Regions from separate parts of the Mus musculus genome. Here regions 2, 3, 4, 5 and 6 are each linked to region 1. The links are chromatin contacts, called in public ChIA-PET, Hi-C, HiChIP or PLAC-seq and Micro-C maps. All regions are on one chromosome and are shown on one strand. The core of a region is the stretch at or near the end of the contact, and the rest is flanking DNA. Distances in the headings are between cores, read along the strand shown.

What was found. Hi-C and Micro-C count contacts between places; a contact is called where the count stands out from the background. ChIA-PET counts read pairs in DNA pulled down with a chosen protein or histone mark. HiChIP or PLAC-seq counts read pairs in DNA pulled down with a chosen protein or histone mark.
Region 2: an H3K27ac HiChIP or PLAC-seq map of regulatory T cell precursor shows a contact between it and region 1, with 4 times the contacts expected there. The contact joins the promoter of AI597479 here to the enhancer-like site in region 1. A contact is called at or near these places in 1 of 484 Hi-C or Micro-C datasets (CD4 T cells), 3 of 115 datasets of contacts at active chromatin or transcription factors (bone marrow-derived macrophages, memory CD8 T cells and regulatory T cell precursor) and 1 of 9 other capture datasets (liver).
Region 3: a contact with region 1 is called in an H3K27ac HiChIP or PLAC-seq map of T-cell acute lymphoblastic leukemia, with 6 times the contacts expected there. The contact joins two enhancer-like sites. A contact is called at or near these places in 9 of 484 Hi-C or Micro-C datasets (the G1E-ER4 cell line, Th1 cells, granulocyte-monocyte progenitors and 4 more) and 3 of 115 datasets of contacts at active chromatin or transcription factors (T-cell acute lymphoblastic leukemia, effector CD8 T cells and extraembryonic endoderm stem cells).
Region 4: a contact with region 1 is called in an RNA polymerase II ChIA-PET map of memory CD8 T cells, with 12 read pairs. The contact joins two enhancer-like sites. A contact is called at or near these places in 2 of 115 datasets of contacts at active chromatin or transcription factors (embryonic stem cells and memory CD8 T cells).
Region 5: a contact with region 1 is called in a Hi-C map of CD8 T cells, with 4 times the contacts expected there. The contact joins two enhancer-like sites. A contact is called at or near these places in 2 of 484 Hi-C or Micro-C datasets (CD8 T cells and uterus).
Region 6: a Micro-C map of the G1E-ER4 cell line shows a contact between it and region 1. The contact joins two enhancer-like sites. A contact is called at or near these places in 2 of 15 datasets of contacts at CTCF or cohesin (large pre-B cells and pro-B cells), 30 of 484 Hi-C or Micro-C datasets (the AML12 cell line, the Ba/F3 cell line, the C10 cell line and 25 more), 8 of 115 datasets of contacts at active chromatin or transcription factors (T-cell acute lymphoblastic leukemia, embryonic basal ganglia, embryonic stem cells and 3 more) and 1 of 9 other capture datasets (embryonic stem cells).

What each region holds. Positions count from the first base shown.
Region 1 is chr1:43,560,516-43,563,695 of GRCm38.p6, reverse strand. All of the region lies in intron 4 of Nck2 (non-catalytic region of tyrosine kinase adaptor protein 2), which reads right to left. Among named protein-coding and RNA genes, the nearest start is that of Nck2, 120 kb to the right of the region's middle. Within about 2 kb of position 1,540, at least 42 of the 459 cell types and tissues checked have an H3K27ac peak or open chromatin away from gene starts, as enhancers often do. A contact at or near this core is called in CD8 T cells, the G1E-ER4 cell line, T-cell acute lymphoblastic leukemia and 4 more, where this site is marked.
Region 2 is chr1:43,097,069-43,100,248 of GRCm38.p6, reverse strand. AI597479 (expressed sequence AI597479) reads right to left here and starts at 1,539. Exons shown (of 4, transcript NM_133818.1): 1 at 1,387-1,539. The coding sequence starts at 1,485. It also overlaps a transcript of Tgfbrap1 not described here.
Region 3 is chr1:43,138,061-43,141,240 of GRCm38.p6, reverse strand. All of the region lies in intron 3 of Fhl2 (four and a half LIM domains 2), which reads left to right. Among named protein-coding and RNA genes, the nearest start is that of Fhl2, 24 kb to the left of the region's middle. Within about 2 kb of position 1,445, at least 32 of the 459 cell types and tissues checked have an H3K27ac peak or open chromatin away from gene starts, as enhancers often do. A contact at or near this core is called in T-cell acute lymphoblastic leukemia, where this site is marked.
Region 4 is chr1:43,222,639-43,225,818 of GRCm38.p6, reverse strand. No RefSeq gene overlaps it. Among named protein-coding and RNA genes, the nearest start is that of Gm29040, 37 kb to the left of the region's middle. Within about 2 kb of position 1,423, at least 106 of the 459 cell types and tissues checked have an H3K27ac peak or open chromatin away from gene starts, as enhancers often do. A contact at or near this core is called in memory CD8 T cells, where this site is marked.
Region 5 is chr1:43,897,844-43,901,023 of GRCm38.p6, reverse strand. It overlaps the pseudogene Gm8241. Among named protein-coding and RNA genes, the nearest start is that of Tpp2, 35 kb to the left of the region's middle. Within about 2 kb of position 1,518, at least 35 of the 459 cell types and tissues checked have an H3K27ac peak or open chromatin away from gene starts, as enhancers often do. A contact at or near this core is called in CD8 T cells, where this site is marked.
Region 6 is chr1:43,301,285-43,304,464 of GRCm38.p6, reverse strand. LOC115487086 (a long non-coding RNA gene) reads left to right here. Exons shown (of 3, transcript XR_003947810.1): 2 at 2,853-3,051. Among named protein-coding and RNA genes, the nearest start is that of Gm29040, 42 kb to the right of the region's middle. Within about 2 kb of position 1,499, at least 32 of the 459 cell types and tissues checked have an H3K27ac peak or open chromatin away from gene starts, as enhancers often do. A contact at or near this core is called in the G1E-ER4 cell line, Th1 cells and double positive thymocytes, where this site is marked.

The DNA.
Region 1 (3,180 bases), core at 291-2,790:
GTTGTAGCTCAGGTTGATCTGGAGCCTACCACGTAGCCCAGGCTGGTCTTGGAACTCTTCCTGCCTCAGCCTCCTGAATGCTGGGACCATAGGTGTAAACCACTATACCCAGTTTAAAAGAGAGTAAGTTATAATTTTACCATAAAGTATGTTCAGGGGGCATACACCCCACAAGGCAGGACTTCAAGTCCCAGCATCAGATTCACTGCAGGAGGGGCCTGGTACTCTGTACTTCTAGCAAGTTTGTTGCTGACAATGATGCTACCTGTCTAAGAAGTACTGCTTCTGAGCTCCGGCAGTGGATTGATTCTGCTACATGCCGGACACTCATCATAACACTGCAACTTTATAAAGCGAAACCGAGTACAGCAAGGAAGGTGAACGTGGGATTCCACTATGGTTACCACACACTAAATTTAATATGTACCGCAGACTCCACGGCATAAAAACGCTACTTCTAACTTCGCTGCTCCTGTCAGGGCATCAGGGTTTGTCAAGGAAATGTGTAGTGGCGGGGACTTGTGAAGCATCACTGTGGGTTTCATAAAATTAAAATAAGTTTGCCATTTGATTCAGCAAACCTACCAAAGGGTACACCTAAGAGAATTCAAGTAGAAACTTAAAGAAATATCTATATACCCACAATCATAGCAGCATTATTAATAATTAAAAACAAAACTAGAAACACCCTGAAAATCTATCACCAGATGAATAGATATCGAAAAAGGAATATTACTCATTATTGAAGGACAATTTCTAAAATATTGCTACAACATAAATGAACTCCAAAGACATTATAACTGAAATAAAATCAGGGACAACCAGAACATAATTCAGTGGAGGCAACCCACTTATAAGAGGCTCCTAAGTATAAAAACCCAGAGTGGGAAAGGAATCTCAGGGAAGAGGGCAGCTAGGGAGTCAGTGTCCAATGAGGACAGAGTTTCAGTTTGGGACAGTAATGGAGCTCTGAAGATTAGCAGCTGCACAATGATGTAAAAGCATTCACTGACTGAAATGCACACTTAAAAACTGTTGAAACAGCCAATTTGGTTTTAAAGACGTTTTACCACAAAAGGAAAAAGGGTAAAGGTTAAGTGGTGATCGACAAGAGATCTGAGAAACTGATGGGGATCCAGGAAACGGAAGGACCACGGTGGGTGGGGAGGCTGTTCCCTTCCTGCCGCAGAAGCCACCAACAGCGGGCATGGGAAGTCATGGCGAGGAGGCACTGTCCCCAAGTGCTGCCTCTTGGAGATCAAACAGAGATTTTGCCCACTTGAGACACCTGCTGACTACTTCGTTTTTTTTTTTTTTTTTTTTTAAGGGACCAGAAAAAAGTTGAGAGACGGCCCCAGCATCAAGGACTCTCTGGACTTCCTAGCTCATTCTTCTACAAATACATTTTTGTCTACCTCTCAAAATTCCTAGGGACACTGACTGCCTGTGTTTGCTGGAGCCACTATGCCGCTCTGGAGCAGATGGCATTAACACCATGCTGTGGACGGGATGTAGGCACAAGGCCAAACTGTGAAAGTGGTTATAAAGCTAACTGTTCTGGTTTCAATCTACCACAGTTCTTTATTCTCTGTGCATGCGAAGTCCATAACAGTAAACTGACAGTGAATGTATAAAGCTGTAAGTGGCACTCCACGGCTTCAGGATGGCCCTTTTAATGGTATGGAAGGTCACAGAGATGGGTATTCTGGGCCTGGTAAGTGTGTCTGCCTTGAACAAGCTGTATGATGATTTTGTCTGCGAGTTCCTTTAAACATAAACCTTTCTTGTTGAATTTTTCTTTCTTTTTTTTTTAAAAAGATTTATTTATTTATTATATGTAAGTACACGGTAGCTGTCTTCAGACACACCAGAAGAGGGCATCCGATCACATTACAGATGGTTGTGAGCCACCATGTGGTTGCTGGGATTTAAACTCAGGACCTCCGGAAGAGCAGTCAGTGCTCTTAACCACGGAGCCATCTCTCCAGCCCTCTTGTGGAATGGGAAAGAACTCTTCAAAGGACATTGATGTCGTTTCTCAAGTGTGAGATAGGGAGCACCCTACTTTTCCACAGCAGAAGGGGCCCCCAAGTGGGCTTGCTGGTCCACACACCCATTTGTCCTTAGTCTGCTGTACACGTGTTTTATTGAAGACACACATTCCAAGTCCATGTGTATAGTTTCATATCAAGACTAACTTTACATAGCATGCTTGTGGGATTGCCAGTAGGCAAGCCAAACTTACAAATCCTTTCTCTGAGAAGTAAATGAAAGTCTCCATATGTAAGACACACACTCGTGTCTACTGCAGCCACAGTAAAGTAAAAAAAAAAAAAAAAAAAATGCAAACCAGGCAAAACCCAAATATCGAAAAAGCCAGCCTCAGAAGTTCCCTCTTAGTACAGTTCACACATTAGCCACGTGGGCATTTCAGGGAGTCAAGTGATAAAGGCATATCTGATCCTGGGCTTTAAGTTTCTCTTTCCATTATACTTTTACATACATATTTTGGGTGAAAAGCATTTCTACCCTGTACTAACCATTTTGCAAGAACTCTATATAAGTCTTTTTGCAAAAAGGAGCTACAGATCTAAGGGATTTGAATGAGAACACTTCTGAACACTCTTAAGGTTGAACTGTCAATCTGACATTTTTTTCTTAGTCTGCAGAGCTGCTTTAGCGGACAGGGAATGGCCTCCTCTCCCTTTACCGCGCTGGCAGGCCTGAGAGCGAGCATCCAGACCCTTTAGCAGCAGCAGCAACAGTACTCCAGAGGCCAGGGATCTGACCCACTCCAGACAGCAGTACAGCACAGCCCCACACATGAACACAACGCAGGATGAACTGGGCAACCTATAGCTCCGTTAGGCTCCACTGTACATAATCAACTTACCCCCTAAGAGGAGTAATGGTTTTTAGGCTTCAATGCCAAGCAAGGTAGACATTGTTAAATGTTCCTAATATAACCTTGGGCTAACTCTCATTGAAAGGGGTGTACAGGAGGATGGAAGAACAAGCCTGCAGGTCAGCCAAGACTTTTCAGAAGATAGGCAGAGTGGCATTGGAAAGATTTATGTTTCCCAAGATGGTGTGTATGCTGTGCTGCAGAAGGTAGGGGTGTGGTGTGCCCTCCACATTTGTACTGAGCTCTGGACAGGCAAAAGCCAAGCTGAAGGAAAT
Region 2 (3,180 bases), core at 290-2,789, 460 kb after region 1:
CCTTAAGTACACCAAGTACTGGCTTTATTATGGAGACCCCCCCCCCACCTCCAAAACACACACACACACACACACACACACACACACACACACACACACACACAGCACTACTGCAGAAGAAAACTTAACTCTCCATTCTGATGACAGTAACAATAGACCATTAGCAGTCTGCCCCACCGCATTTTCACCATTCAATTCACAGTCCAACCATTTAGGCATATTTATATATATATTTATATGCCTAAATAACTTAAATAACTTATTCTCTCTCATATCCCAGTTCTGTCTCAACATCTTGGAGCACAATATTGCAAAAACACACAGGAAAAATTGGGGAAACGTATGCTTTGCAAAAATGGAAAAAAAACAAAAACAATGCCAGCTGTTTAGTTTGATTTCATTTTTAAGTTGTTGAATCATCTTATTCCTCTTTCATACAGTATATTGCTGGCTTTCAACTTGCATTTACTCTGGGATGGGAGTATCTGAATACACTTGGACAACATTCCCAGAGGATGTCATCTGCTTGGATGGCACTGAAGGGGCTGCCTTCTGGCAGCAGTGCTTACAAGTGCTGTCCTTGGGTCATCAGCAAGAACTCGTTAAAATACAGTATCAGGGCACATTTGGAACGAACTTAATGAGAAGCAGATGATGGGGCTCAATAACATGTTTTAGTAAGCCTTTGATTATCCTGGTGTGAGTAAAAGATTGAGAATCACAGGTTAAAAGTCATTATTAAAATAGTGACTGAGAACTTCAAGAAATTAGAGAAAGATACGGTACTGGGGGGGCAAAACCACATGGAATACAAAACGTGCCACATAAAACTCTAAAGAAACTTTCAGCAGTTCTGCCATTTTAAATAAAACATCACACTTTTCTTTTATGATCTGCTATTATCTTAGGTCACACCGCAGGGGCGGCGGGGGGCGGGGGGGGGTGCATGCACCACCTGGAAAGCTAGGTGCTTTAAGTTCTCCAAACGGTTACTGTGTCCTGATAATGATCTTAAGAAGTAGGTCCATCTCTCTGAGACCCGAGTGTCTGTCTCTAAGAGAGGCGAGAAGCTACCTAACAGACTAATTTTCAGATGTTTTGGATCCAGCCCTGATTGCCCCAGACTTCTTCCCTCCCGGTCTGTTCTTCTAGTCTATCTCTTCCGCAGGCCGTTGCTTGCACACAGGCAGCGGAGGTCGTCTGTCACACCCTTTCCGAGCTCTAGAGGATTTCCCGGGGGTTCCAGTCACTCTCTGGAGGCTTCCTTTGGGGATCAAGGGAGGCAAGCCCCATCCGATCAGTGTGGGCGGGGAGCGGCCACGAGCCTCCCGCAGGCCTGCCTGTCCCCGGCTGCCCGTCCGTCCTCGGTCGGCCCGAGCGCCCCACCTGCTCCAGGGTGAGGAGGAGGAACTCCTGGGATAGCAGCTCAGGGTGCAGCAGCAGCTCCGCGTCCGTACAGCTGCGACCGCCCACATCCCCCGCCATGGTTGTCGCCAGGAGACCCCCTGGCCGGCCTCCCACAAGGCACTGCGGCGGAAGCGTCGCGGAAGTGACGTGAGGGGGCGGGACTCTGGTGTCACTCAGCGCGCCCGAGACGCGATGCTTTTCCCAGAGAGTAGAGTTTATGGCTGGCCGACTCGGCTGACGCACCTCAGCCAAGAGGACGAACTGGGACTGAGAGCGGAGCAGAGTCCTGCCCGGGCTGCGCCGAAAGCACCGGAGGCTAAGCAACGCGAGCTGGCCGCCATTGGTCCCGCCCCCTGTGACGTCCCATGGCAGAGGCCTCAGGGATTCTCCCGACTGCGTGGAGAGACAGAATGGAACAAGAGGGCAGACAGCTGTGACCCCAGATGGCATTGTCATGTCTGAAGCCATGCTTCTTTTCGCTTTTTACAATGTCTCAATCGTTTATTGCCTAATCTCCCTTCTACATAAAGTAAGCCCAAATAACACTCTGTAATCCCCTCTCCTCGGACATGGTAAGCATCAAGTATTGTTCCCTGGAAAGATCTTTAAACCGACCAGCTTACGTGTGGGAAATAATAAGAGAAAGTAGTAGCGCCAGTCCAGCGACTGTTACACTACTCCCCAGATCAGCCTGATGTGCTACTAGAATGCTTGTTTCTGGTATGAGGAAAATGAGCAATAGGACGGATAATTGGAGATCACAGACTGGCAGTGACAGGAACCAAGCAAACTGCCTTTGCGCTTACTAATAATTACAATGAAGTCGTGGTTTTTACTTTAACAAAATATTGTAGGCTTCAACTATATTCTAGTATTTGTGTGAGAAATCTCTTTCATCATTCATAGGAGACAGAGTCCTCAAGTTTTTGCACATTAAAAGGTTGTACTTCATACCTGTTATGAGAGCATAGTTTGTATGCTCTATAATGTATCGTTTTATTGGAAACTGTTGCATTGTTTATGAAAATATGAACTACTAGGAGTCTACCAAAAATATGCTTGAAAGAGTGCTGAAAAATAAATGAGATGTTAAATTAGTAATGAGAGACATCTTGTAAAATTTTCCAGTTTATGTGATGCTTTCAGGGAAGAAACAATTACAGAGCTGGGAGGAAATTTTAATGTTAGTGCTTAAAAATATTCAATCCAGTCCTTTTATTTTTGTGTTTGGAAAGCTGATCTAAGTGACCTTCCCTGAAAGGACAAGTCTTAAAGCTGGGCCAAATGTTCTCAAATGGGATTAAATGCCTTAGCTTTGTAACATTATTGTGCTAGTATATATTCAAATTAACCTTTATATTGTCGTATAATAATGAGTCTGGCATGGATGGCATCATTGGCTCCATTTCCTTCACTATAAGGTTATACTAGTTGCTAGAGTAGCTGTTTTGCAGGAAACTTGAACTTACAACCAAACCCAGTTTTCACTGGGTAAGCTGAGCTGGTCTCACGCCAGTTTCTTCAGGAAACTGCTGAAGAATAATTGAAATAAGGATTATACATGAGGTATGTGTACTTGTGAAGCACTGAGGGATATTAGAAAGTTACTGATCATAGAACTCTAAGAAGGGGCAAGGGGGTCAGTTTTTAAGTAGCCCAGGTATGGATGATTCCCAGGACCACTGAGGGCCCGATTCCTCTCCCTTAGAGCTTTTTAATCTCTGAGATAAAATTATTCTTGTCTCACCCTGTTGTAAAGATTGCACCTAAAAT
Region 3 (3,180 bases), core at 196-2,695, 420 kb after region 1:
TCTGCAAGTGGTGTATGAACACTGTTATGCTGTGTGGTGTAATGACAGACGTCTGTATACGTTCTCTAGTGGATATAATTATTTTCTTTGGGGACTCTTGATCTGCGGTTGGTTGGCCAAAGATATACAGCAGCTTGTGGCTAGAGAGAACTAGCCAGAAAAGGAATGCCAGCAATTCCCTGGAAATGCGTCTCTTCCCCTGCCTCGCTCGCTTCTCCCAGTACACGTGCTTTCTTGATCTGCTCTGCTTGCTGAATTTACACTCGGTTATTTCAACAACTATGATTTGTGCTCTGGTGTGCCAGGATGGGCCAGGAGTTGCATGTTGCTTAGCTTCACCCTCTGCCTGACCTCATGACGTTATGTCCTAGATAGACAGACATCAAAAAAGGACAGAACCACAACTGGGTTAAGAACTATACGCAATGATACTATGTCTCTTTTTTTACCTGAAGAAGATGAGTCCCCCCCTGTCTCTCTCTGTCTCTCTCTCTCTGTGTCTCTCTGTCTGTCTATGTCTCTCTCTGTTTCTCTGTCTCTCCCTGTCTCTCCTCTCATCTTGACTTTATATAGGACAAAGGAATCTCTTATTTGTAAAAAGTGAGTGATATCGGGGCGTGGTAGTGCATGCCTTTAATCCCAGCACTTGAGAGGCAGAGTTTGAGGCCAGCCTGGTCTACAGAGTGAGTTCCAGGACAGCCAGAACTATACAGAGAAACCCTGTCTCGAAAAACCAAAAAACCAAACCAAAACAAAACAAAACAAAAAAAGTGAGTGATAGACCAGGTATGGCGGGGTACACCTTTAGTCTCAGTATGCCAGACATAGAGGCAGGCAGATCTCTGTGACTTAGAGGCCAGTCAAGTGAGTTAATAAAAGTATAGGGAGGACTGCTGTAGCTCCATGCCCACTGTGTGGGTTTGATTACCATCACTGAAAAAATGCACACAAATACACATATGTAAATATGGGATTTGAGAAGCAAGTCTTATCATACACATGATGTAAAAATGGACGTTAGAACATCTCAGAGAACCTGACCTAGGATTCTGATGCCTAGCAGTTTAGAGGGTGGTATGATTTAGAACACGGTACTAGCACAGGTGGTAGGTTCAGAGCCAGGTAGCTTTCAGTGTGTCATACTCACACATGTACCTACTGCTTGACATGATGGCTTTGTGTAGCTCCCGGATAAGTACACAAAGCCCACAGAGAGTATCCAGCCATGGGCGTGCAAATAGGACCAGGCAGGTTGGAAGCAGCGGTAAGCAGATCACTTAGATGCAGGGGTCCAGCAAGCTGATTGAGGACAGAGGAAAGTGTGAGTAGATGGAGTTTGGGGAAATGTAACTTTGGGCAATATGGGCTCTGAACCACTCATGTGGAGGAGGCTGATGGAGCCTGTGCAGACAGTGGTCCAAGCAAGGTCATCAGGCGCCCTCTAGTGGACAAACTGGGTATAGGCCGTGAACTCAAATAGCTTACAAGGCAATTTGTATGTTAATGCAGTCCTGAACCCCGGAAGTTGGGAAGCTGAGGCAGGAAGACAGTGCATTCCAGGCCAGCCTGGATGGCACAACCAGATTTCTATGCAAGATAACTAAATAGTTTAAAGTGTCAAGACAGCCTCTTTGAAATCCTTTAATCAGAGGGAGGTTTAGAATCAAGGGGAAGCAGACATATTAAGAAACTTTAGAATCACCAGGTGTATCCACTCTGTGGCCCACAGGATTTGTATGTCCCAGGACAGCCATAAATGTCATGTAACATGTTTGTAGATCACAATAACAATTGCTGTATCAGTAGTTTGCATACCTCGGGACCACAGAAATATTAAGTAACTACTAAAGTGTGTATGAGATTTTAAAAACATGAGTTAACCTTGAGATTCTGAGTTGTAAAGTATATGTTGAGAGAATGATCCATGCTTGCGGTTTAGTTGAAATTTCTTAATGTATTAGCTATTTTAGCACTAATAATATTTAATTATCACAATACCTATAATTTTAACTCAGTTTTGGAACTACTTAAGAATTTGAAGTTTGTTAATCAAAGAACTTTTAAGTAAAGCTATCAAATATGTTAAACTTTAAAGAGAAGTCTAGACAAAATTCAGTTCACTCCACTGATAAATGCGAGCAACATAACGCCATTTAAAAGGATTATTTTTCTTTAAGAATCCTATTCGGTCTCAGGTGCGATGGGACACACCTTTAATCTCAGCACTCTATAGCTGGAGACAGAGCAGATCTCTGAGTTCTAGGCCAGCCAGTTACAAGATGGGGGAGGGGCAGTAAGAAAGCTCAATTGATCCCACCACTTCAGTCTTCCAAGTAGTAGGAACTAGAGGTATCACTTATCATCATCACCATCACCATCACCATCACCATCATTTCTTTACATGTAAAAGCTATAGAAGTTAGGGCTGGAAAATGGCTCAGTCAGAAAACGCCCGTTTCTCAGCACCTCACAGGGGTGTGTAAACCGTGAAATCCCCCTGTCAGAACAAATGGGAGGTTAGAAAGGGCTTTAAAGAAGTGCGACTGCAGAGTTCACACTCATCTGACAAAGCGGATGTTGACCGATGCCCCTCCTCTCCCTCTGCACTGACTCATTGATGCTTTAGCCACATGTGGTCCTGTGGCTAGCAGTCTTCCTCACACAGGGAGTCCCACGTTGTTCTGTGACCACCCTCAAAGGCACAGCTCACAGAAACGAGGAGCATTGATTGGCCATTGGAATCAAGTGTATATCAGGCTCCAGTCGCAGCCACAGTAATTCCTTTCCACAGATGTGTAGTGCGCCCCCATGCGGCAGGGCCACGTGAGTGCTTCATGGCGATTTTGTTGGAAAGAGGCTGTCACCCTTTGTTTCTGTTTGTTTCTGCCCCAACTCAGATACAATAACCATTTTTACCAAGGGGAAGAAAAAATACAAGTCCCAGAAGCAGTTACGTCCTGAAAGAAGAACGGGCTGGAGGTGGAGAGGGTACCCGTTCTCCCTGGGTGTTTCTAAGTGTCTGCTGTGTGAGGAACATGGGCTCTTCAGTGCTGACTATAACATCTGCCAGTGAATGTGTCTTCGTGTACAGATGAAGATGCGTGATACAGAATCTGGAAGATCACAGCCAACCTTGACAGATGATTGAGCCTAAAGTCCTAGTGAGAGAAAAAAGATGAT
Region 4 (3,180 bases), core at 174-2,673, 340 kb after region 1:
AAAGTGAGCTGACAGAACGGCTATATTAAAAACAGGAAGCTAGAAGTACTGGCACAGACGCTGAGAAATGGGAGCCGTGCTTTGCTGGTGTGGAGGTAAAACAGAGCTGACACTGAGGGAAACAATATGCTGCTCCTTGAAATCTAAATATAGAATTATATGTTACTCAAGAATTCTACCTTGGTCAATGTGTCAAAAAGAACTGAAAGTGGGACTCTGGCTTCTTTCTCCTTTGTTCCTAGCAGTATTGCTCAGAAAAGTCAACGGCAGAAACACTCAACTGGCTGTTCGCGAGCACAGGCATAGTCCAGGAGGACGAAAGGGTCCTGAAGGTGGAGGAATGAGGGTGTGTGGCATCATGAAGTTCTAATGCCAAAGAACTACATTCTTAAAAACAGAAGGGTAAATTTCATGTTGTGTATTATTTTTTTTTCCTGTAAAAATGTCCTCAGTAAAGAAAAGTTAGAAAAGTGGAGCTTTCTGCATGTTTGTCGTTCTGGTAAAAATCACAAAGCAAGCTCAGGTTTGATCCTCTTTCCATCTCCAAAAATTCCTTCCTGCTCTGTGGGAAACTGAAGGGTATTTTTTGCATGCATTTCTATGGTTCCTGAGCCTGAGGAATGTGGTTAATGCTTAATGGCAGTTGTCAGAGTCAACGTTGCCAACAAGTTCCTAGAAGTGTTTTTAAACACCCACAACCCAACATCCTCTTCCCCAGGTGAACTGTCTCCAAGTGAAACTGATCAGAACTGGCATCTTCTTCCCCGGCCCCAGGCAACAATTTCTGAGCTTGCTTTCCTCAATGACAGAGAATAGTAAGACCGAATCTACCAGAAAGTGTTTTATAAAAATTAAAATCTCAGGATCACAAGTTCAAAAATGAACTTGAAGTCAAACTTTATGGCCCATGACTTTGGAAAAACTCTTTCTACAACCAAATATTTTGCATATTTTTGGTAGTCTACCTGGAGTTCTTCTCAGCTCGTTTCACTGACCCAAATGTGAACACTAAACAGCCAGACCAGCAAGCAGGGAACAGTGCTATAAGGAGTTTCTTATGCTAGCAAGAGTTGGGGGGAGCCCCTAAATACTGATAATGGCCCCCAGTTACTTGGCTCAGGGTACTCTTGATAGATTATTTCTTTTTCGGTTCTGTTCTAAAATTGGAACTTGAAAGAACTTCTAGTTTGACCTAAAGGCCAAGCCTGAAGAATAATAATGGGCTCCTTCAAAGAATAGTGGAGGTTCTCTGAAAGAATCCCTAACATAGATAGGTTCCTAGAGAAGGCATAGACAACCTAAAAGTGCCAGTGTGAACTCCTGAATAAAACTTAAAGAATGGAAGTCCCTGCCCCACCCACAGGAACCCATGTGTAAACTCAGATTCTCTGGATCTCATTAAAGTGACTCATGAAAGTGAAACCAGCTGCCTTCCCACGTGATAGGCAATTTACCAATGTTCTCACTGTGCTGTTACGTGTGAGAAGAGGTGGTCACCAAAGAGAGAGGCTCAGGTTGAGTTTCTGTTTCTGCAATTTGTGTTGTGGTGATAGCAGTGTCCTCTCATGCAAGGAGAATACACTCCAAGATCACACAGTGGGTTCCTGAGACCAAATACAGTAGTAACTGATAGCTTTGACTGTTGACTTTATTGGATTAGGAAACAAAACACCATGGTACTGGCACAAAAGCACAAAAGTTGGAGAATATACTAGAGGAGACAGAAATAAGCCCACACAATTACAGCCACCTAATTTTTGACAAAGCCATAAAGACACCCATAAGACAGAAGAACAGATACCCTCTTTTCAAATTTTGTGAGAAAACTAGATCTGTATCTCTCACCTTGCACTACACCCAATTCAAAATGGATCAAAAACCTTAATGGAGGATTTAAAATTTCGGAACTACTCAAAGAAAACATGTGTAAAGCACATCAAGATGCAAAATAGGCAAGGATTTTCTAAGTAGGATTTCAATAGTGCAGGAAATAATCCTAAGAACTAACAATGGCATCAGATAAAGCTGAAAAGCTTCTTCATAGCAAATGATATAGTCAGCAGAAAGAGACAGCCTACGGAATAGGAGAAAATAATTGCTGATCGCTAAAGTGGAGATGTCTGGTTTCTTGGGAGACTCAGATGAAAGAATGTTTTGCTGAAGCAGACACAGGTGAAAGGATGTTGTATGATAGCAAATACATGAAAGGATGCATGATGTTTAGAGAGAATATATATATGTATATGTATATATATATATACATATATATATATATACATATATATATATATGTATATATATATATATATATATATATATATGAGACCCCCACAGACAGTGGAAGTTCGAGCATTAGCTCACTTTGTTCAGCCTCAGTAGTCTTCACTGATGACACTCCTTACACTGTGTTGTTGAGCTTTGCTTGTGGTGACTTCATAGAGAAAAACTCATCAAAGAACTCATTAGATTCCTGTGGCTTCTTGCCTGGACTCAGGCTGATTTGCCTCATGGCTTCTTCTGGATTGAACTGCCCTTGCTGACTCGTGTGTGGTGTCTGCCAAGTGGACTGGACAGCAGCTGCCGGTTCATGTTTGGTGTTTGCTAGTGAACTGGACTAAGCACAGTGAAAATTGGATTTGCCCCAAATCACTATTTCTAAACTGGTCCGATTCCCATATCCTAATAACGTTTCTTTTTCACTACTTCTGGTGGGTGCTGGGCTAGAGGGGAGGCTGAACCCTTATTAAAGTAGGTTGTGAAAAATATATACCTATAGATCTCACTTCATATAAGTGACTAATATCCAGGATACATAAAGATTATAAAAACTAAATACACACAGAACTAATCATTCATCAATAAATGGACTAATGAGCTAAATCGAGTTTTCAAAAGAAGAAATACAAATGGCCAATAGACATTTAGAAAGAGTGTTCAACATCTTTAACCATTTTTAAGATACTATCTCATTCCCGGCAGGATGGTAGCATAACAGTGAGGTAACAAATGGAAGAAAATACTTGCAAGGGTGTGGGGAAAGATAAGCCCTATTCACTGGTTTCCTGTGCAATTAGAGTAATTACGGTGAATGTGGAAAAGATTCTTCTGAGCTTGGGCTTGATGCTTCAGTGCTTTGATTGTAACAGAAGAGTAGAGTCTCAGTCATTTATAACCCATTTG
Region 5 (3,180 bases), core at 269-2,768, 340 kb before region 1:
GATACTGAGAGTGAAGACTAGCAGTTCCCAGGGAGACACAAGAGGACACAGACACCAAGGGGAGGATGCTCTAAAGTGCTTGCGAAGGCTGGAAGACCGACTCTGAAATGCCTCCAGGGAGTTCCAACAAGGCGAAGAGGTGACACCGGTTAGTGACTCAGATGGAAAAGGACACAGCTTTTTAAAATAACAGTTGTTCAAATATTTTATCCCTCTTTTTTTTGGGGGGGGGGGGCAAGGTTCATTATAAAAACTTTTCAGCCGCTGAAATGACTGATTTGCGACTCCTGTTGATGTTCTAAGATCTTAACTGTGCAAATAGTTTTCAAAATGTCGAAGGACAAAGCACACGCCTGCATCAGGAATTTAAACAAATGCAGAGGTCTGTACTGGATCACGAAGCCAGGGTTCAGAATGCTTTTTATCCTGAGTTATGCTCTGTTGTTTCCTAATTCTCTGCTGATGGATTACAGAAATCAGAAAATTTCTGGGACCCTGAGGCTTCACTTCTTCATTTCATTACTATTACATAAATAAATAAATAAATAAATAAATACTATGCAGCCACCCTGAACGTTAGTAACTAAGATGTCAGGAATAAAGTCTCAAGATCTAAGAATCAGCAAGGGACCTGAGGGATCAGAATGGGACACTAAAGCGCCCTGCTGTAACTGTTCACCTGTCCCTGTTGTTGAATGAGGCGCAGACTGGGCCCCACACTCAGGCTGACAGCACCACACACAATCCCTCATCCTCATGATTCCCAGTTTCTGTTCCAAGAACAGTTGGATAATCAGGTACGTTCTGCACGAGGTGGTGGAGTTCAATCAGAAGCTAATTCAAGCCATAAAGCCATATACCAGATCTCTTTATCTTTTTATATAGATCTGAGTTCACTAAGAACAACATTTTAAATCTCAGAGCAGCTGCGTACAGCACAGCCATGCAAAGTGAGACCACTATGGAGAAAGGAAAAACCCAGAGGACTGCAAGGGTTTAGACAGGAAGACAAGAGCTCGTCTTCTTAGGCACGAGGAGAGATGTTATCCGGCAACCATTATGGGATAGGTATTTAAAAGTCATCCTTCAAGTCGGGGGTAACACAGATGGCTGCAGCTCAAAATAAGAATACCACAGTTCAGAGGGATCACAGGAGTCGAGTAACGAGCCTTCTCCCCTAAGGCTGCCATGAGTCCAGCTCCATCAACTCCATCAGCTCCTGTGGACCAGGCACGAGGAAGGCTTCTCTATGCAACATGAGTTTTCATACTTGTAGTTTTAAAATACTATTCAGAAATTTGGAGTCCAAGCAGAAACTGTAGGGATTCTGTCTCACACAGACCCAAGACGTCCCGCTGTGCCCCAAATGGATCCTACTTATTTCAAGTCAACTGCGCCCAGGGCAATGCCAGGAATTCAAGAAGAAAGGCAGTCGCAGATGCGGGATGTAACAAAGAGTGGAGTGAGAGGAGAAGCAGATTTACATGAGAAAGAAATCGGCTTGTGGAAGAGGACCCCCCTGCCTCTCCCACCACCCGTAGTGAGGACTGATGCAGGGACGAGTCTCATGCAGGGCCCCTCCTACTGCCCAACATGCCTGAGCTCAGGAAAGGCCCGAGCTGGCCTTTCCGTCTGTACGGGGTGACTGAGCGCACACTCCCGAGTAACCTACAATGCACCCTCTAAGAGCTTCTGTTCTGGTGTCGGGCCCCTCATTCCCAGGGACACAGCATTCCTTGCTGCTTGATACTAGCAACTATTTCTAGGGCACAGCAAAGACCTGGGATGAGCCTCAGGTTCTCCAGCTCCTGTGGCTGGCACTGCCTCTCTCTCTTAGCACTGGTTTGTCTCCCCCTGGTGGCTCAAGGGGAGTCTGTTTGCACTTGAGCTCCTTTGCAGTTTCCTCTGCCTCTATTTGATGCTTTTTAGGAGGGCTGTCTGAGCCTTCACAACGCTTTGAAGGCATCTTCACTGCCAGGTGCTACGCACTTGTCCGGGTGAAGCAGCACAGCCAACTTCCGGTAGACCTTATTAACTTCCTCCCTTGAGGCCCCAGGTCTGACTCCCAGCATCTCCCAGCTGACCTTAACTATTTCAGGTTCTGCGAATGGTGTCTGCTTGTTCTTTGGTGAAACTAGCACTGCTATTTGCCGTAGGATGCTTCCCGCCATTTTCACACAAGTCAACTATGGACATGTAAAAGGTCTGGAACATCTCTTTGATTCCCTCGCCAGTTTGTGCTGATGTTTCAAAGTACCTTTGCTTTCAGTCCAGAGACGCCCCTCACTTTCATCGATGCAGCAGTGTTTGGAGCAGTCAGTCGATCATGTTGGCACATACAACAAAGACAATGTTGTCCACGTTCCCGTGCGGCCCAAGCTCCTGCTTCTTTTCTGTCAGCCATGAATCAAGGGCATCAAATGCGTCTTTCTGCCCAACGTCATAGACCAGTATCACACCTTGTGTGTCCTTGTAACATTCATTTCGGACCTCAAAAAAGAAGGGGTATCCAGCCATGTCAAAGATGTTAACTTTGATTTCTCTGTCTCTGACTTGGACCTTTGGGACTCCATAGTCAATCCCAATGGTTGACAGGTACTTAGACACAAATCTCTTCTCACAGTAGCGCTTTATAATGCAGCTTTTCCCCACTTCTGCGTTGCCCATGGAGATGACTTTGATGAGGAGGGACTTGGCGGGCTCCTTCCGCTTGGCATCTTGGACTCCATCGCCCTCCTCTGCGGGGGGCCACAGGTTGTGGTGTCCTTATGCACCTCAGGCTCCTCGCCCAATGACGGAGCCGCTGCGCTGGTCACCACCCTGGCTTTCCGCACTAATCCCCAATGCTGCCTGGCTTCGACAGTCGCGGGCTGTTGGGAAGCGGTGAGCCGCGGAGGGCCTGTTGATGTTTTCTATGGATGGATGGATGACACGCTATCGGGGTTTCCTATGAATGACTGACAGGTTGTGGGCCTTTCCTGTGGATGATCAACAGACTGTGACTGTGTTCTATGGATGATTGACAGGCTGTGTGCATTTACTATAGATAACTGTCAGGATTTGGCCTTTTCCTGTGGATGACTAACAGGCTGTGAGAATTTACTTTTGACGACAGACAGGCTTTGGCTTTGTCCTGTTCATGTCTGACAGGCTGTGGCCTTGTTTTGAGGATGATTGCAG
Region 6 (3,180 bases), core at 250-2,749, 260 kb after region 1:
TAAGATAACACAAATGTGCCTGTGTGTCTGTGGGTTAGAAGTTCCACAGAGGTATCATGGGGCTAAAGCCAAGGTCCAGGTAAAAGTGTGTCCCTTTCAGAGGAGAGAGAAGAATCTGTTGTCTATTTTTCCTGGGGACTGCCCATGGTCCTTGGCTTATGGATCTTCCTCCTCTTCAAAACCAGCAATGTTGGGTAGTATCCTGACATTGTCTCACTCTGACTCACTCCCAGTTTCCCTTTTCTACTCCCCCCCCCCCCCGAGACAGGGTTTCTCTGTGTAGCCTTGGCTGTCCTGGAACTCACTTTGTAGACCAGGCTGGCCGCAAACTCAGAATTCCACTGACTCTGCCTCCCAAGTGCTGGGATTAAAGGTGTGCACCACCACTGCCCGGCTTCCGTCTTCTAACTTTTAAGGACCTTGTGATGGCAAGCGAGGTAATCCCTCATAATCCTCTCATTTGAAGACCTATTGATTAGCAGCTGTCATGGCGTTTTGTCAGGTATTCTATTGCAGGTCCCTTGAAAATGAGTTGGCCTTCAAACCCCCAGCACCTCAGAATGCAGCCTTGTTTGGAAAGAGAATCATTTCATGGGGATCTTGTTGCTGTTTTGTTTGTTGGTTTGTCTGTTTGACAAGAAGAGGCTCATACTGGAGCAAATGACTCCTGAATCAATCAGGCTGGTGTCGTCAACACACTGCCATGGGAAGGTGCAGGCACCTGGGTGCATGCCATATGAAGACAGAAACAGACTGGAGCAATGCCTCTAAAAAGCCAGAGAACTTAGGAACTATAAGACATCAGAAAAAGAAAGAAAGGAACCCCTTACCCCTGTAGGTACTCTGACAGAAGCATAGTCCATCAACACTTTGAGGTCAGACAGAGAGCCTTTAGAACTGCAAGATGACAAGCTTGTTTGTTTGTTTGTTTGTTTGTTTGTTTAAGAGTCTAAGCTTGTGGTGCCTTCTTATAGCAGTACTAGGGGGTGGATAAGCTATTTGAGGTAATGGTGCCAGCTTCCAAGATGTGAATATGTCTTTAAACATGTATAACTTTATAACCATAGTGGCTGTTATCTTGACAGGACAGTAGAGGAATTCTATGCATTTGCTCCAGTCTTTATTTTTAAATATGGCTTATATGGCAAATAGCTTTCATGTATGGAGATAATATCTACCCTGGAATGAAAGAGGTTTTTTTGTTTTAATTTGAATTTTGTTGTAGTTACTCTCAGTGAAATAAAGAGTTGCCTCTCTGGGGGCAAAGCCCAAGTGATCTACTATCACCAGAAACCACTCCTCTGATCGTAACAAAATGACCCACTGGTGGGGTGGATGTCAGCTAGTCCCCTTGCGATGCCCTGTGGGACTTGAGACCTTGGAAACTGAAAGTGAGGGAACACTGGTTAGTTTTCAAGCATAGTGAATCTCAAACCGTGGACAGGTCTTGGCATAGAATCTGTGTCATAGATGAGTCAAGCAGGAAGTTGGCTAAGTGGAAGAGAGACTCCAGTGAGTCTCTGTCATTGAACGAGTTAGCATGGCCCAGGAGGACGACCTTGGCTTGCCTACTCTTGTCACCGCCTGCTCACCCCCTTCAGCCTCCAAGTAGAGCTCCTGAACGTCAAGCATCGATGTTATAGAGGATGTTAGAGGTACACCGTGAGGCCATGCCTTAGACTTACTGAGTGGAACACTCCAGCTGAGCCAGCATCTGTGTTTCTGTTAGCCTTTTGGGAAACACTGGCCTGTCTAGCACTGCATGATCCCCTTTGGTGGTCTTGGTGAGTGCAAATGGGAGTGTTTAGAGGGAGTCTGAAGTCAAGTATGAACTATAAGAGCAAGACCTTTGCCTGGCCATCGTGATTCCTCGGACTCATTCAGTGAAACGTGGCAGGGTCTCTGTGCTTTCCTAGACCATCACCCTCTACCCGCTTACTCCAGGGAAGAGCAGACCTTTTGCTGAGATTACATCACCATTTTAGTCTGCTCTGTGTTGCTGAAACAGACTCCTACTAGCTTAGTAATTAATAAAGGAAAACAATTACTGCTCGTAGTTCAGGAAGTGGGAAGTCTGGTGTGGGGGTAGAGGTGGGGCTTTATCTAGAGACAGTCTCTGTGCTTGCTTATTGCATGATGTAATATAATACCGAGCGATGTGAGGTGGGAGGCAGAGAGAGAAGTGAAGCAGCCAAACTCACACTTTCATTTTTTATTAATTAAAAATCTACTTATGCCCACCCAGAGATACTGGCATTGCCCATCCAGGAGGACAGATTTCTCAGGACTCCTTTCCTTCTCCGAGGTACCATCTCCTTGGTGGACACAACTGGGCTGCAGCAATCAGCTTCAGCATTTTTTGTCTGTTTGATGCTCCAATCACAAGGAGGCAGGCTTGGGCTTCCAGGCTCCACTATACCCTAGGGAAAGAAAGAGGTGGAAAGGAGGGGGAGGATGATTTCTGGGGCTGGAGCCTGACTTTGCCCCTAAGTAAAAGTGAGCTGAGAAATCTGCAGACAGGTTTAACCCTGTCCTCACACTTGGAGGGGGCCTGCTGCTTGTCTGCTGATCTTTCTCGGGAGACTGATGGACGTATGCATGCATGCGTAGGGTATTCATGCATGCATATGTGTGAGTGTGTGTGTGTGTGTGTGTGTGTGTGTACAAAAGCGATGGATGTTCTTGATGGAAGAGTGCAATGTTTCATACTTGTGGATAAAGTTGCCACTTGTAGGAAGTAAAAATGAAGTCTTCGGCAATCACTGAAAGGCAGCATAGTAGAGGAACAAGCAAATCCTGAGCGATCCCACAGGACTTCTTTTCTACCAGGCTTTTCCTCTTTCCATTTCCAGGCAAATCACAGCGTTGGAAAACACTCTCATCACTACACCGAGAGCCTTCCAATGGAGACTTAACAGAATGCCAACTGCAGCAACAGAAGGAAAAACTTGGGTAGCAAGAAAGCGCGTCCATATTCTTCCGTTCAGTTATAATGAGGGGTTTGAAGGTATCAGATCCTGCCCGGCATGGGCCTGACATCCCAAGAGACAGGTACAATTTCTGTTCCCAGCTTTGCTCCATCTTCTAGCCAGCTCATCCTGGAAACAAAATTTCTGTTTTCTGGGGGATGTGCATTAACCCCGATCACCTCTGAGCTTCCCAGGATTCACCGTAGGCCCC